Regions from separate parts of the Cricetulus griseus genome. Here region 2 is linked to region 1. A link is a contact called in public Micro-C data. All regions are on one chromosome and are shown on one strand. The core of a region is the stretch at or near the end of the contact, and the rest is flanking DNA. Distances in the headings are between cores, read along the strand shown. Region 1 holds the start of Tp53inp2 (tumor protein p53-inducible nuclear protein 2). Region 2 overlaps Pigu (phosphatidylinositol glycan anchor biosynthesis class U).

Evidence for each region. Hi-C and Micro-C count contacts between places; a contact is called where the count stands out from the background.
Region 2: a contact with region 1 is called in a Micro-C map of the CHO-K1 cell line, with 2.7 times the contacts expected there. The contact joins the enhancer-like site here to the promoter of Tp53inp2 in region 1. A contact is called at or near these places in 4 of 8 Hi-C or Micro-C datasets (the CHL-YN cell line, the CHO-K1 cell line and fibroblasts).

The regions. Positions count from the first base shown.
Region 1 is chr6:24,256,152-24,262,656 of CriGri-PICRH-1.0, reverse strand. Tp53inp2 (tumor protein p53-inducible nuclear protein 2) reads left to right here and starts at 3,997. Exons shown (of 4, transcript XM_027421401.2): 1 at 3,997-4,206.
Region 2 is chr6:24,338,965-24,345,469 of CriGri-PICRH-1.0, reverse strand. Pigu (phosphatidylinositol glycan anchor biosynthesis class U) reads right to left here. Exons shown (of 12, transcript NM_001246807.1): 9 at 5,767-5,910; 10 at 3,797-3,921. Among named protein-coding and RNA genes, the nearest start is that of Map1lc3a, 25 kb to the left of the region's middle. Within about 2 kb of position 2,294, at least 3 of the 6 cell types and tissues checked have open chromatin away from gene starts, as enhancers often do. A contact at or near this core is called in the CHO-K1 cell line and fibroblasts, where this site is marked.

The DNA of each region.
Region 1 (6,505 bases), core at 2,748-5,247:
TATAAGTATAGGTGTTTTGTCTGCATGTATGTCTGTATATCACATGCATGCCTGGTGCCACAGTGGTCACAAGGGGACATCATATATCCTGGATACAGATGTTTGTGAGGCACTGTTTTGGTGCTGGTAGTCGAACCTGGGTCCTCTGGAAAAGCAATAGTGCTTTTAACCACTGAGCCATCTCTCCAGCTCCTTTTTATTTTACATTGTTTATTTTGGCAGTACCGGGTATTGAAGCTAGGGCATCAAGCATAGGGGGCAACTGCTCTAGCACTAAACCACGGTTCCAGCCCCCTTTTGATAGTTGCCAGGCCCAGGCTAGAGTCCCAAGTAGACTGGAATTTGGCCTAGCAGTTTGAACATTGGGTACAGCCAATATCGGGAACAGAATCCAGGTCAATTAGGGTACCAGAGTATATGCCAAGAGCTGTATTCTCTAGACTTGGGGAACCAGAATTTTGTGCTCCTTCCAAGATAGAGGGTCCACGGGGAGACTACTATGCCAGACACTGTCTATGGGCTTCAGCTTACAACTACTAAGCCTTTGATTAGAACCTTTATACATCAGATCTGACATATAGCTTGACTGGGAAAATATGTGGACAAGACCCTTTCCTTGGGATGTCAAACATTCACTTGCTAAGATACATATACACAGGCATCAATACTTGCTTGTTATTTTTTTTAAATATATATTTTGGGTTTTTTTTTTGAGGCAGGGTTTCTCTGTGGCTTTGGAGGCTGTCCTGGAACTAGCTCTTGTAGACCAGGCTGGCCGTGAACTCAGAGATCTGACTGTCTCTGCCTCCCGAGTGCTGGGATTAAAGGTGTGTGCCACCACTGCCCAGATAATTTTTTTATAAATATTTTAAGATTTTTATGTGTGTGGATGTTTTACCTACATGCATGACTGTACCACATTTACAATGCCAAGAAAGCTAGAAGAGGGTGTTTCATCCTCTGGAGCTGCAGTTAACAGACGCTAGTGAGCTGCCATGTAGGTTCTGGAAATCAAACTCATGTCCTCTGGAAGAGCATCTAGTGCTCTCAACCACTGAGTTGTCTCTCCAGCCCAACTTGCTTGTCATTTAATTAATAGAAAACTAGAGAAATGGTTCAGTGGTGAAGAGAGTTTGCAGATCTTTTAAAAGTATTTTAAATGAGGTGTATAAAGTGTTTTTTTTAAGTTATTTTTTATTTTGTGTGTATGGGTGTTTTGCTTGCATGCCCAGCTGTATACCACATGCATGCCTGGTGCCCAGGGAGGTCAGAAAGGTCATCAGACCCCCTGGAACTGGAGTTAAGATAGTTGTGAGCTGCCATGTGGGTTCTGGAGTCAAATCTGGGTCCCCAGTCAGTGCTTTTTAACTGCTGAGCCAGATCTCCAGCCATATTAAAAAAAAAAAAAAAAAAAAACTTCCTATTTAATGTACATGGGTGCTTTGTCTGCATGCCTGTCTGCAAATCAGAAGAGTGTGTTAACCCAATTACAGACAGTTGTGAGCCAATATGTGGGTGTTGGGAATTGAACTCAGGACCCCTGGAAGAGCAGCCAGTGCTCTTAATCTCTGAGCCATCTCTCCAGCCCATCCAGCCAGATGTTTTTTTATTTTTAATTGGGCTTCTCTGAGTATGGTGACACATGTCTTTAATTCTAATACTTGAGGGGCAGAGGCAGGTGGATAGGTGGATATCTGTGAGACCAGGCCAGACTGATCTACGTAGCCAGTTCCAGGCCAGCCAGAGTCTCAAAAAACTGATACACACACAGACACAGACACAGACACAGACACAGACACAGACACAGACACAGACACAGACACAGACACAGACACAGACACACACACACACAGAGAGAGAGAGAGAGAGAGAGAGAGAGAGAGAGAGAGAGAGAATGTGCACACTGACTCACACTGTTGCCCAGGCTGTTCCTAGGCACTGAGTAGGTAGAACCACAGGTGCAAGCCACACACTCAGCTACTTACTATTTACTGAACAAACAAATGAGACTGTCCATCAAAGTAGTCTCGGACACGGACACATGAGTAGGGCAAGAGTGGATTCCCCTGAGAAGCCATGGAAGAATTTTGAAGACAGGAAGTAATTTTAGAAAGGCATGAAGGAGGCAATCAAGGAAGAGGAGAGCATTTAACATGGAGGCGATGGAGTTTTACTAGCACAGGGTACACAGAGAAGAAGGAAGACGGAGCTGGAGAGAACCTGGGTTATGAAGAGCTATGAATGCTGTTGGATTGTTGAGCTTTGTGAGAATATGAGGTTTTAGAACAAACAAGTGGTGTGACAGGAGGGACATGTTAGGGATTAGTTTGTCAGCAAGGAGGTCAACAGAGGGTGTGGGATTAGTGGGAAGTGGCTGTGCTAGGCAGAGGCTCAGGTTTGCACAAATGAGGGCACGTTGGAAACTCTAGTGTAAGGAACACAGTGCCTATTGCCTCCCCTCAAGCCTCTGGGTATTATTTTCTGGCTCTGTCCTCTGCCTGGCAGTATTCAGTCCTATCTTAGAGCTTTTTGGCCTGGCTGAGGCAGGGTTCTTGAAATCACCAGAGCATGGAGCTCTGAACTCGCTCCTGCTGGCCAAATGGGCAACTCTCAGAGCCTCATCTACTAGATCTGTTCTACTTAGAGATTCAGAAGCTCTAGCCTGGAAATCCCCAGGACCGGTGTTTGCAATTTCTCCCCAAGTGTCTCACAGGCCATTGCAAGAACTGGGGCCTGGAGCATGAACATGGTGGAATTTTGGGGATGAAGAGTCTGGAAAACTCTCACTCTATTGGCCCTAAATTTGAATATATATGTCAGCAGGAAAGATCGACTAAGGCCCAGAGTGGTAAGGACTTACTTGGCACCACACAGTCGGGACACAGGACTGGAAGCCAGATCTCACTGGAGACACTTCAGAATCCTGGAGTTCAGACCCTCTGGTAAAGGTTAAATCCTGTGATTTAGACTTCTGCTTCTGCCATTGACTATAGCTTAATTACCTTGGCGAGTTACTTACATTCTCCTGGTATGTTTCTTCAACTGTAAGAGGAGGATACTATTTACCTTTTGGGGTTATTGTGAAGATTAAATAGCAGCCGAGTGCTCGGCATATGGTAAGTGTTCAATGTCAGCTGGCGATCTGGCAGAAGCAGTAGTAACCCCCCTCTCGCCCCCGTTTCCTCTCTCTGAGACTTAGGCTGCCTTACCTCTTGAACCTCTCGTCTACCTACCAAGTGCTGGGATTACAAGTGTGTGCCTGTATTCTGTTTTTCCATATGCAAATCAGGGCCAACAATCCCTGTCTTGTCACTCCTCTGTCCTGTTCCGGTAGCAACGTGTACTAAATAAGGTGTGTAAACCTCCTAGGGCTGAGCTGTTTCCAGGTCAATGTTTGTTCAGCTTAGAGCAATTTCTTTCCAAGGCCTACTCTGACCAAATTTCCCGTCAGCCCCACCAACTCCCCCACACTCGCAGGTGCTCCTTTGTAACTGCAGAAGGGGAAAGGTCCGCTCCAGCCCAGGGAAAAAAGGAGAGCTGGGAAAATGGAAAACGTGTAGGGAAGAGATGGGACAGAGGAGGGATAGCAGGTAAGAAGGGCAGTGAGGAAGAGCGGCGAAGGATAAGGAGGGGGGTGAAAGGGACTTACAGATGGAGTGTGGTGGGGGTGAGGGGGTCCTCCTGAGCTAAGATGCAGGCTAAGGGATGTGCGGAGCACTGGGGCAAGTGAAAGAGCAAGGTTATGTGCAGGAAGAGCAGCGAGGTCGAATCCTTGCGGAAGAACGGGGCGGAGGGGGGGTCGCCATCAGTGCGAGGTCTGTGGATGACTGGGGGCAGGGAATTTGGGCCGTCACCTCCACTCGGTCGGAGGTTCGGAGCGCAGATCCCGGGCTGCAGCCACCCGCAGGCGAACCGCGGAGGGGCGGGGAAAAGAACATTCGACGCCTGCGATTGGCCGCCGCTCCGACGGTCGCTGACGCGGGCGGGCGGGCCCCTTTGTGACGTCACAATCAGCTGTTGGAGCGTTCGGATTTGTGCCGTGAGCTCCGGCGCAGCCAGCGGCCGCAGCAGCTCCGGGCGTCCGATTGCGAGCCCCGCTGTCTCCCGGCCAGTCCCCGGTATGCGGCCCCGGCTGTGAGCACCGGCGCCCCGGGGACGCCCGGCCGCACAACTACCTCAGCGCACCGGCTGCCGCAGCCGCCCCAGGTGAGTCCCGACCGCGGGGCTGGGGGCTCCGGGCGCCCCAGGACACGCCCTGCGCCCCCCTCTCCGGTTCTTTGTCTGTCTCCGCCGGCGGCCGCTGGAGCTGCGTTCTCGGCTCTCTATTGGTTGCCCCAAGCCGGTAGGCCATGACGTCGCTTATTTGCATATGACATTGAGACGTCACCAAGGCCAGCCCCGCCTTCCAGGCTTGCTTGGGTGCTTGTCCTCTGGTGACCCGGTGGGCGCTGTGTCGAGCCCGGCCCAGGGTTGAGAGACATTGAAAGGCAAGCAATACCCGAGGGGACTCGGCGGTTTCCCGGGCTCATCTAGAGACTGGGGTCGGGCCTCTCATCTGCTTTTTCCTTGCAACCTGAGGAAGGGTCAGAAGGCACAGCTCAATCTAAGTTGAGAGGGAGGTCGGTGGATCAAAGAGACTTCAGAGTCCGGGTCCACGAGACAGCACCAGATGGCAGCTGATGCCCTGTCTTCAGGCTCCGCCCCCCCCAACATAATAACATCGTGCTAATCCCTGACATGTGTGCAAAGCCTTGGTTGATGTCATTTTCAGCCTACAGATATTGAGGGTCTTAAACCCCATTTCATGGAAGGGAAAACTGAGACCCAGAGAGACATAGCTTACTGGAGAACTCAGCCAATTAGAGTCACACTCTATGAGTGACAGGTTCCTTAGCTGGGGGCAAATGCTTAGTACAAGCTCAGTTCAATTAACCAGCTATATATCCATCTACTGGGGACCCTATCTTGGGCTCAGCACCAAGCCAATTTGATAGAATGTTTCAGTCTCCCCGATTCTGGACATTTTTCCAGGAGGTCCGTAAAGATTGAGTCGGTTTCAAGGCGACCTTCTCTGCCTTCTCTCTATCTTAGAACCCAATAAATTGCTGTCTCCCAGCTGTTTTGACCACAGAACGGTGAGTCACTAGTTGCCTGCCTCCGGTGTCTCCCGGGCAGATGTTGTTGAGAATGAGTTGGGAGTTCCCTTTATTGGCCTCTCATCACCTTGTCAGATCCCAAGCTGTCAGCTAGGAGGAACCAGACCTTCCCTAGCACTAGTGCTGTCTGGAGAGTCTTCTTCCAGAGGATCAGAATGTTCCTTTCTTTCCAAGTGAGTAGATATGGAGGCTGGATCTGGATCCTCTTCCCAGGCTGGGGTTTGTTCAGGAATGGCCTGGGCTAGGGGTGGCTTAGGGCTCAAGTGCTATTCTGGGCACAGCTGCTGTAGTATTAAGGGAAGGTTCTTCCTGGAGTGGAGCCAGGAAACTGAGAACCAGGAAGCCAGCAGGCTAGGGAAGAAAACCCAGGAGGCTCTCCTTGTGGTCAAAGGGAGGAGTGGGCAGTCATAGCTGGCTGGTTGTTGTCATCTCTCCTGGCTGTCACTGACTCCTGCATGATCTCCACCAGGTACCTTCTCTGCTGAGCCTCTTACCTCACTCAACATGTCATCAGTTGAGGTTCCTTGCAGGGTCTGATACAGCAGGAACTCTGGGAAATACATGTTAGAACTTGGTGATGGCTGGATCAAGGCACTAGTCCAATCTCCCTGTCTTCGGTGCACTTTTACTTTCTTGAATATTATCTTTGAGGCTTTTCTGATTATATATGCTCTGCATTTCCCCACCACTACTAAGCTGTAGCTTTTTTGATAGATTAACGTTATCACTTTGAGGTCTCCATCCTAGAACAGGGGGCTTCTTTTTTGTCTTGGTCCAGGGAAGGACTGTCTGAAGGCTTGGGTCTTGGTCCAACCCTTGTGTTTATCCTTAAGGGATGCTTAGATCTGACTGCTTCCTTCTTCCATCATCTGTCACTGACATGTTGTTTTACTAGGGTAAGGCAACACAATATTCTTTGTCTTGGCCAGAGATGCTGTCCTTGAACAAGAGTCTGGGGGAAGGGGTTAGAGTAAGGAGGACCTGTGAGCATAGGATCTTACACCTCATCTGGAATACACATCTGAGGGTCGTCCAATCCCATGGTGAGATTGTAGCAAGAACCATGCGGTTTCTATTAGCACTTTTCAAGCCACACAACGTCCTATGAGTATTATTGATCTCTGGGGTCAAAGATTGCTGCTCAGAAAACCTTGCTGAAATCCAAGATCTTTTTTTTTTTTAACCCCTAGAAAAACACACCTAGACACAGCCCTAGTTACAAAGCTAAAAATGTCTAGTCTAGACAGATAACCCAGAAAAGACAGGAGTGGACTATAGTGATTATGGAGCCACTGGTTATCTGGATTCAAATGCTACCTGTGTCTTACTAGCTGTGAGACTTTGGGCTA
Region 2 (6,505 bases), core at 1,045-3,544, 85 kb before region 1:
TTCCATTGTCCTGGACGGTCAACACTGAAGGGCCAAAGTCCTGGTTCAGCTCTCCTGAGACCTGCCAGGGAGCCTGGGCCTCTTGCTCTCTCTCAGGGTAGGGAGCCCAGGAAAAGCTATGTTTACACTGTTATCACATTGTTATCATCAAGCAGCATTCCAAACTGAAGAAAGGAGAACAGAGCTGCTTACTCCCCCACTGTATTTCAGTTCTCAGTGGTTCTTTCTCATCCTCTATAAATATCTTGGCTGAAAAGAACATGTATTATTACTAGAATAAAACTTTGCAGGGCCTGGTAGCCCAAGTGGCTCCTGGTTCTGTGACTCAGGCAGAGACAGAGGCTCTAAAGGGTGAAAGGAAAGAGACTGAGTACAAAATGAAAGAGGCTACGAATGTAGCCTCTGGGCTGCAAAGAGACTTCAATGTGCTTGGAAAACCTTCACTAGCATCCAGCTGGATTCAGGCCAGTGGTGACCTTTGCAGGGACAGGGAGCTGCTACTCACTCTTGCTGGCTGGAAGGCTGGGAGATTAAAGCTCTATGCCAGAGCAGATGGGACTGGGGAGGACCTGAGGCACAGACAGGACAGCTTGTTCCAGGCACCAAGAGGTGTCAGAGATGACCAAGGCCTACACCTTTCATCAGACCTGCTAGGTCAGATGGAGTCAAGTTCCCCAGACATTCACTGGATGGCTTATCCAATCTGTGGCACCACACTGAAAAACAGAAACTTCTGACTAGGCCCTTTTCCCTTGAGCCTCAGGCGTTCAGAAAAAAAATATCACTTAAAATCTCTGGTCTCATCAGGAGGGTCACAGAGGGAACTAAGGGGCTTCAAAGGTTAAAGAGATGTTTCTTTTCTTAAATTAAATGCTAGATACATGAGAACTTACAGTATATAATGCTTATAATTTATTTGTATTTTAATCAACATTCTTTTACCTTTACACAATAGTTAATTTAAAAAACAAAAAGAAATACAGCATATGTTCAACTCCAGTCTCGTGGTAGCTGGCTTTGCATTTGGGGCATTGCAGCTGGCACCAGCTCGGCCAGCAGGCTGTTCTCTAACACCACAAGTATGCATCTGCCTGACTCATCCTGACCCAAGGCTACAGAAGCCAGTGACTGACATTTATTCATTTATTTGGTGCTGTTGTTTGTTGTTTTTATCAAAACAAGGTTTCTCTGTGTAGCCCTGGCTATCCTGGAACTTGATCTGCAGACTAGGCTGGCCTTGAACTCAGAGATCTACCTGACCCTGCCTCCCAAGTTCTGGTGTGATTGAGCATTATACCCAAGGAAGGGCCTATTCTTTTCTTCCCCACTGATCAATATAAGAAAACAGATGAGGTGGGAGCAGGGAGATCAATACTGGCAGCAGGTGTTTCAAAATGGGACATCCTATAACATTAACTATATTCAACTAGGAGGAAAGACTTCTCAAAATCTGAGTAGACAGAAATCAGAGGTCCCAAGGCCTAGGACTAAAGACATTTACAAGTGATTATAATAACTCATAGATGACAAGTCCCAAACATGAGAAGTCCCTATACAGTGCAAAGTATGGCAGCCACTACTCTCCGAAGAGCTTTAGACAAGCCATGCCCTTGCCCAGTCAGTCAATAGCAGCCTCTACTTATAGAGTCTCTACTAATAGAGTCTATTAGATCACCCAGGGTTCTGGAAACCCCCTCTTCCTTCTCTGTCTCATCATCCCTGTAGGCATAAAACAATTTATTTTAAGTTTTAAAAAAACATATATTTATTTCAATGTCTCTGGATGCTAAGTCTGAAGCTTTAATGGTGGAAATATGCAGGTGATGACCCTGGTTAATTATTGATGACAAGTGCAGTACTATTCATATATTTCCTTTCTCAAAATTAAAAAGATATTCATGAAAGATACTTTATTTTGAAAGAGAAGTCTCCCTATGTGGCTCTGGCTAAACTCAAACTTGCTATCCTCATGCCTCAGCCTTTTAAGTGTTGGGGTTAAGGACCCACACCAGGATACTCTCTTCATCTGGTGGATGGAAAAGGAAAAGCCAGAGGCTCAGAAAGGCTAAAGCAGCCGCCCAGAAAGTCGGGAGGCAGGCTGAAGCTCTAGTCAGTCTATAAACAGAATCAGCAATGTGAGATTACTGCATATTGCCCCTGAGAAGGGACAACACTCTGTGTAGGACAGACGGCTAAGGAAAACAACCTGCCTCAGAGAGAGCAAGACCAGTGCCTGAAGCTTTTCCTTCCCACAGACCAAGGCATGTCCACATATTCTGATTGCCTCATGATTCATCACTGGGTGATTCTTGTCTGTGAAACGAGGATGTCACAAGCAGAAGATGATGCTACCTCCCTCAGTCAGCTCAGATTTGTCACCATTCCACCAGGCCCAAGCGTCACACCTGGCCTGGGCTTGTCCTACCCACTTAGCTGTTTACCTTTACTCTGGGGCCTACACTTACAGATAGGTTTCCTACTTGCAGCTGGTCAGTTTCACTTCCTGGTTGACACCCAGACAACCCCAAAACTAACTTCCTCTGAAGCTTGTACTTGGAGTTCATTTCTGACACAGCTCCCTTCCCACTGGAAGACAGAGAATCAGGAGGATAACTGGGCTCTGCTTCCTTCAAAGGGAGCCTTCAAAAGCCCTTCTACAGGCATTCGCTAATAGTTTTGTGTCAGAATCCATGGTGGGTGCTGGAAACACTGAGGCAAAAGATATCGCCAGAAGGGAGCCTTTAGACACAGAACAGAACTACCAAGAGGGATGGGGGGAATATGAGCCCAAATTTGGGAAACATTGGGGGCTTAAGTAACACAGAACATTTCTGAGCCATATTATAAGAGATAGGTAGAATTGAGGGGTCTTTATAGGAAGTCTGGTTTTCAAAACCCAAGGTTACAGTTGCCACTTGTCCAATAGGAAACTTGGCCATTGTCCAATAGGAAGCCTGGCCATATGTAGCATCCTACATTTGAATTTAAATAAAAACATCAGTTTCTGCTGGCACCATGACTCACTCTATATTCTCAGTATTTAGGAAGCTAAGACAGGATGACTGCTTCTAAATTGAGGGCAGCCTGGGTTACATAGTGAGCTTCAGGTTAGCCAGGGCTACAGCCTAGGCTGTGTGACAAACAAATGACAACAAACAACAAAATCTGTGCATAACAGTACACCTCTGTAATCCCAGATTTGAGAGGTACAGGCAGGAGGAACGGGAGTTCAAGGCCATCTTCAGTTACATAGTAAACACAAGGCCAATTTGGGCTTTATGAGACCCTATTTCAAAAAGCTGGGAGTAGGAGAGAAAAACAAGAAAAAATTTAGTCTCTATATTAGTAGCCACTGGGTATGGTCCTCATTAGAGAAATCAGGCTGGACAGCACTGGGCAAGGCTCTAAGAGCCAGGCTTCAATCCCAGTGTTTCACAGCAGTCACAGGGCCTTCAACAAGTAGCTCTCCCTTTCTGTGCCTGTTTTCTCATCTGTACCTCAAGGGATGATGCAAAGAGCAAATGAGCTAATGACTGACAATGGTCTGTAAATGGTAGTTAATGAGCTAATGACTGACAATGTCAGGCGCAGTCTGTAAATGGTAGTTATCTGTGTTTCCAGCACTGCTCACAGCCCAGGAGGCACACGGGCACATGCATGTAGGTTGCCTCCTCTTTCTCAGTGCTGCAGCACAACAGGTGCCCAGTAAATGCTCATTAACTCCCTTCTCCCAGCTGTTTCGCCCAAGAGTTAGATGGACTGGAATCTATTTTGTGAAGAGAGTCAGACTACTCACATCTGTAGAGATGATTCCACACAGGGAAGAAAGCCATGTAGAGGGCCACATCTCCCACCGTTGGATAGGACTTGAAGATAGAGATGATGGCAATCTGGATGAACATGAAGAAGATGGGGTGCTCCCTGGAGCAGGGCCGGGAAGACAAACATGCAGAGAGATTAGCCAGGGACCAGTCCCACTCTTAGAGACTCCTGACCCACCAGGCCCCAGTAGCACAGCAGCAAACTGCAGAGATCAAGAAATTCCCAGAAGTGGCAAGGAAGAACAGACAAACACCAGTGATACAGTTTGCAGGACACTGCCCATCAATAGCCACTTCCTGTCTACTAGCTCTGGGCCTGGTCCCCAGAAACCAAATCAAGAAAGCAAATTAAGTCAGCTTTCCTTATTAGTAGCCTAAATGACTGCTTGTCAGAGAAATCAGGCAGCCTCTCCCAGCAAAGGCCCTTGTCAACAGGTCCAAAACAGGAAGTGCCTGCTGGCTGATGGCTTGCTCACTGAAAATGTGGTCAGAGCAACATGTAGACCCTTACTGTTAAGACCGAGGACTGAACGTTACATGCAGCATTGCTAGCTCCTCAGGGGCCAAGAATTCTCTCTTTTGTGTTTTAGAGATAGGATCTCATGTAGCACAGGCTGGCCTCCAACTCACTATATAGTTGAGACCAGCCCTGGACTTATGATTTTCTTGCCTCTACTTTCTAGGTGCTAGGATTACAGGCAACTACCATGTCTGTCTCAGAGTGGAATTTTTGGGAGCTTAAACTAGTAACAGCTGAACTGATTTTAAATTAATAAACTGCCATGGCTCCCATCTCCTTTCTTTCTATACTGAGTTCTGTGCAGTTTCTCCTGTATCATCTCAGACGATCCTCACAGCACCTCAGCCAGCCCTCCAGGCAGAGATTCCTGTTCCCTGTCCTTCCCAGGTAAGGAAACTGAAATTCAGAGAAATGAAGTCAGTGGTATAGCTGTATGTCTACAGAGCTCCTGATACCACTATGTTCCTCTCCTTGGTGCTTCACATGTCTTGCAGCACCAGTAAGGAGGTGGGGGGGCATGCCTCGTCCTAAAGCGGCCCCTCTGAGAACACCAAGAGCTGAAGGGAAGTGAATAGGAAAAAGCCAGTTACGGATCCCTCTCAATAACCCTCAGCACAAGCACAGGGAAGACTCTGCACAGAGCTGATGCCTGCTTATAAGGCCTTTGGTCAGGGGCTCCGAAGCCAGGGTAATGGAGCCACTTCTGGGACTACTGCAAGTGCTCTCCTCAGAACTTGGCACAGTCCAAGTAGATGAGCAGATTCTGGAGTCAGACAAACCTGTGCCTGAACCCCAGCTCCACTGCTTGCTATCTGTGTAGCTCAAGAAGAACTGTTCATCTCTCTGAGCAACAATTTATCAACTATAAAACTGAATGATGGAAGTGAAATAATGCTGGCCTTCAAGTTGCTGAGTTTGCTATCAACCCATCTCACAGCGCTATATAGGTACCTGGGAAGAAGCAGGCTCCACAATGACAGCTCTTACACTGTAGAAGTGAACTACACAGAAAGCCCCATTTGAGGAAAAGTGATCAAAGATCAAACAGGGCTGTACATGCCCAGTCTCCAAAATAACCCAATTGGAATCCTTTGGATAAATCATAATTGAGCTGTTGATCAAGAACATCCAACCAGACCCACTTTCCCCAAAGACATCCTCAGTGTAACCTTTGTTCTTGCCGAAATGGTGAGCAGACTAAAATGTGGCCCCAGGCACCTCCAGGTGAGACCAGGGGGAAACCAGGGCTCCGAAGCATCCTCCCTGCAGCCTGTACTTGTGTGTGAATCTCAACTGCTGACCCTGGATACTGGCACATGACAAAAAAGTCAAAAGCCTGATGGCAGGTGGTACCAGTCCAAAGGATAGCTCAGGCAGGCCACAGGAGGGAGGGTGGACAAATAAACAGCAGGTCCTCACACTTACTTTAATTTGATGGCTAAGGGGACTGTGTAGAAGAAGACGTTGATCTGAAACACGCAGACAAAAAAGAGGCTGAAGTGCTCAAACATCTCTGCAAAGAAGTACCAGAAAAGCCCGATGTTTGGAGTGAGATCTGGAACAGAAAGTCTGGAATTAAGAAAACACAAGGAGAGAAAAGAGAAGAGTTACAAATGGTTTGCTTTGCCCTGCTTTTCCCAAGATTTGAGGTCACTACTAGGCAACCAAGGATGGCATTATCCATCTAAAGGTCACAGTAGTATAAAGAGCTCTCTATATACCTCCATACAGACAATTTACAAAATATAGGGCTGAAGATGCCCAGAATAGAAGCTATAATACATACTAGCTCAGGACTGGGGATACAGCTGAGTTGGTAGAGTGCTTGCCTAGAGTGCACAGGCCCGGGCTTCTACCCCCAGGACTGCATTAAGCCCAAATGTAAAAACAGGAGGATCAAAAGTTTAAAATCATTCTTGATTAGATATTGAGCTCAAGGCTAGAACAGGTGACATGAGGGAATAAAACCAAACCCCAAAACAAGCAAAACAAGCAAAAAAACCAGCTAAGCTAAAAGAATCTGAAATGAAAAAGGGAGTTCCAGGACAGCCAAGGCTGCACAAAGAAACCCTGTCTCAGAAAAACAAAACAAAACAACAATAACAACAACAAAAACCCCACCAAAACAACAACAACAACAAAAGAAATCAAGAGAGCAGCCCTG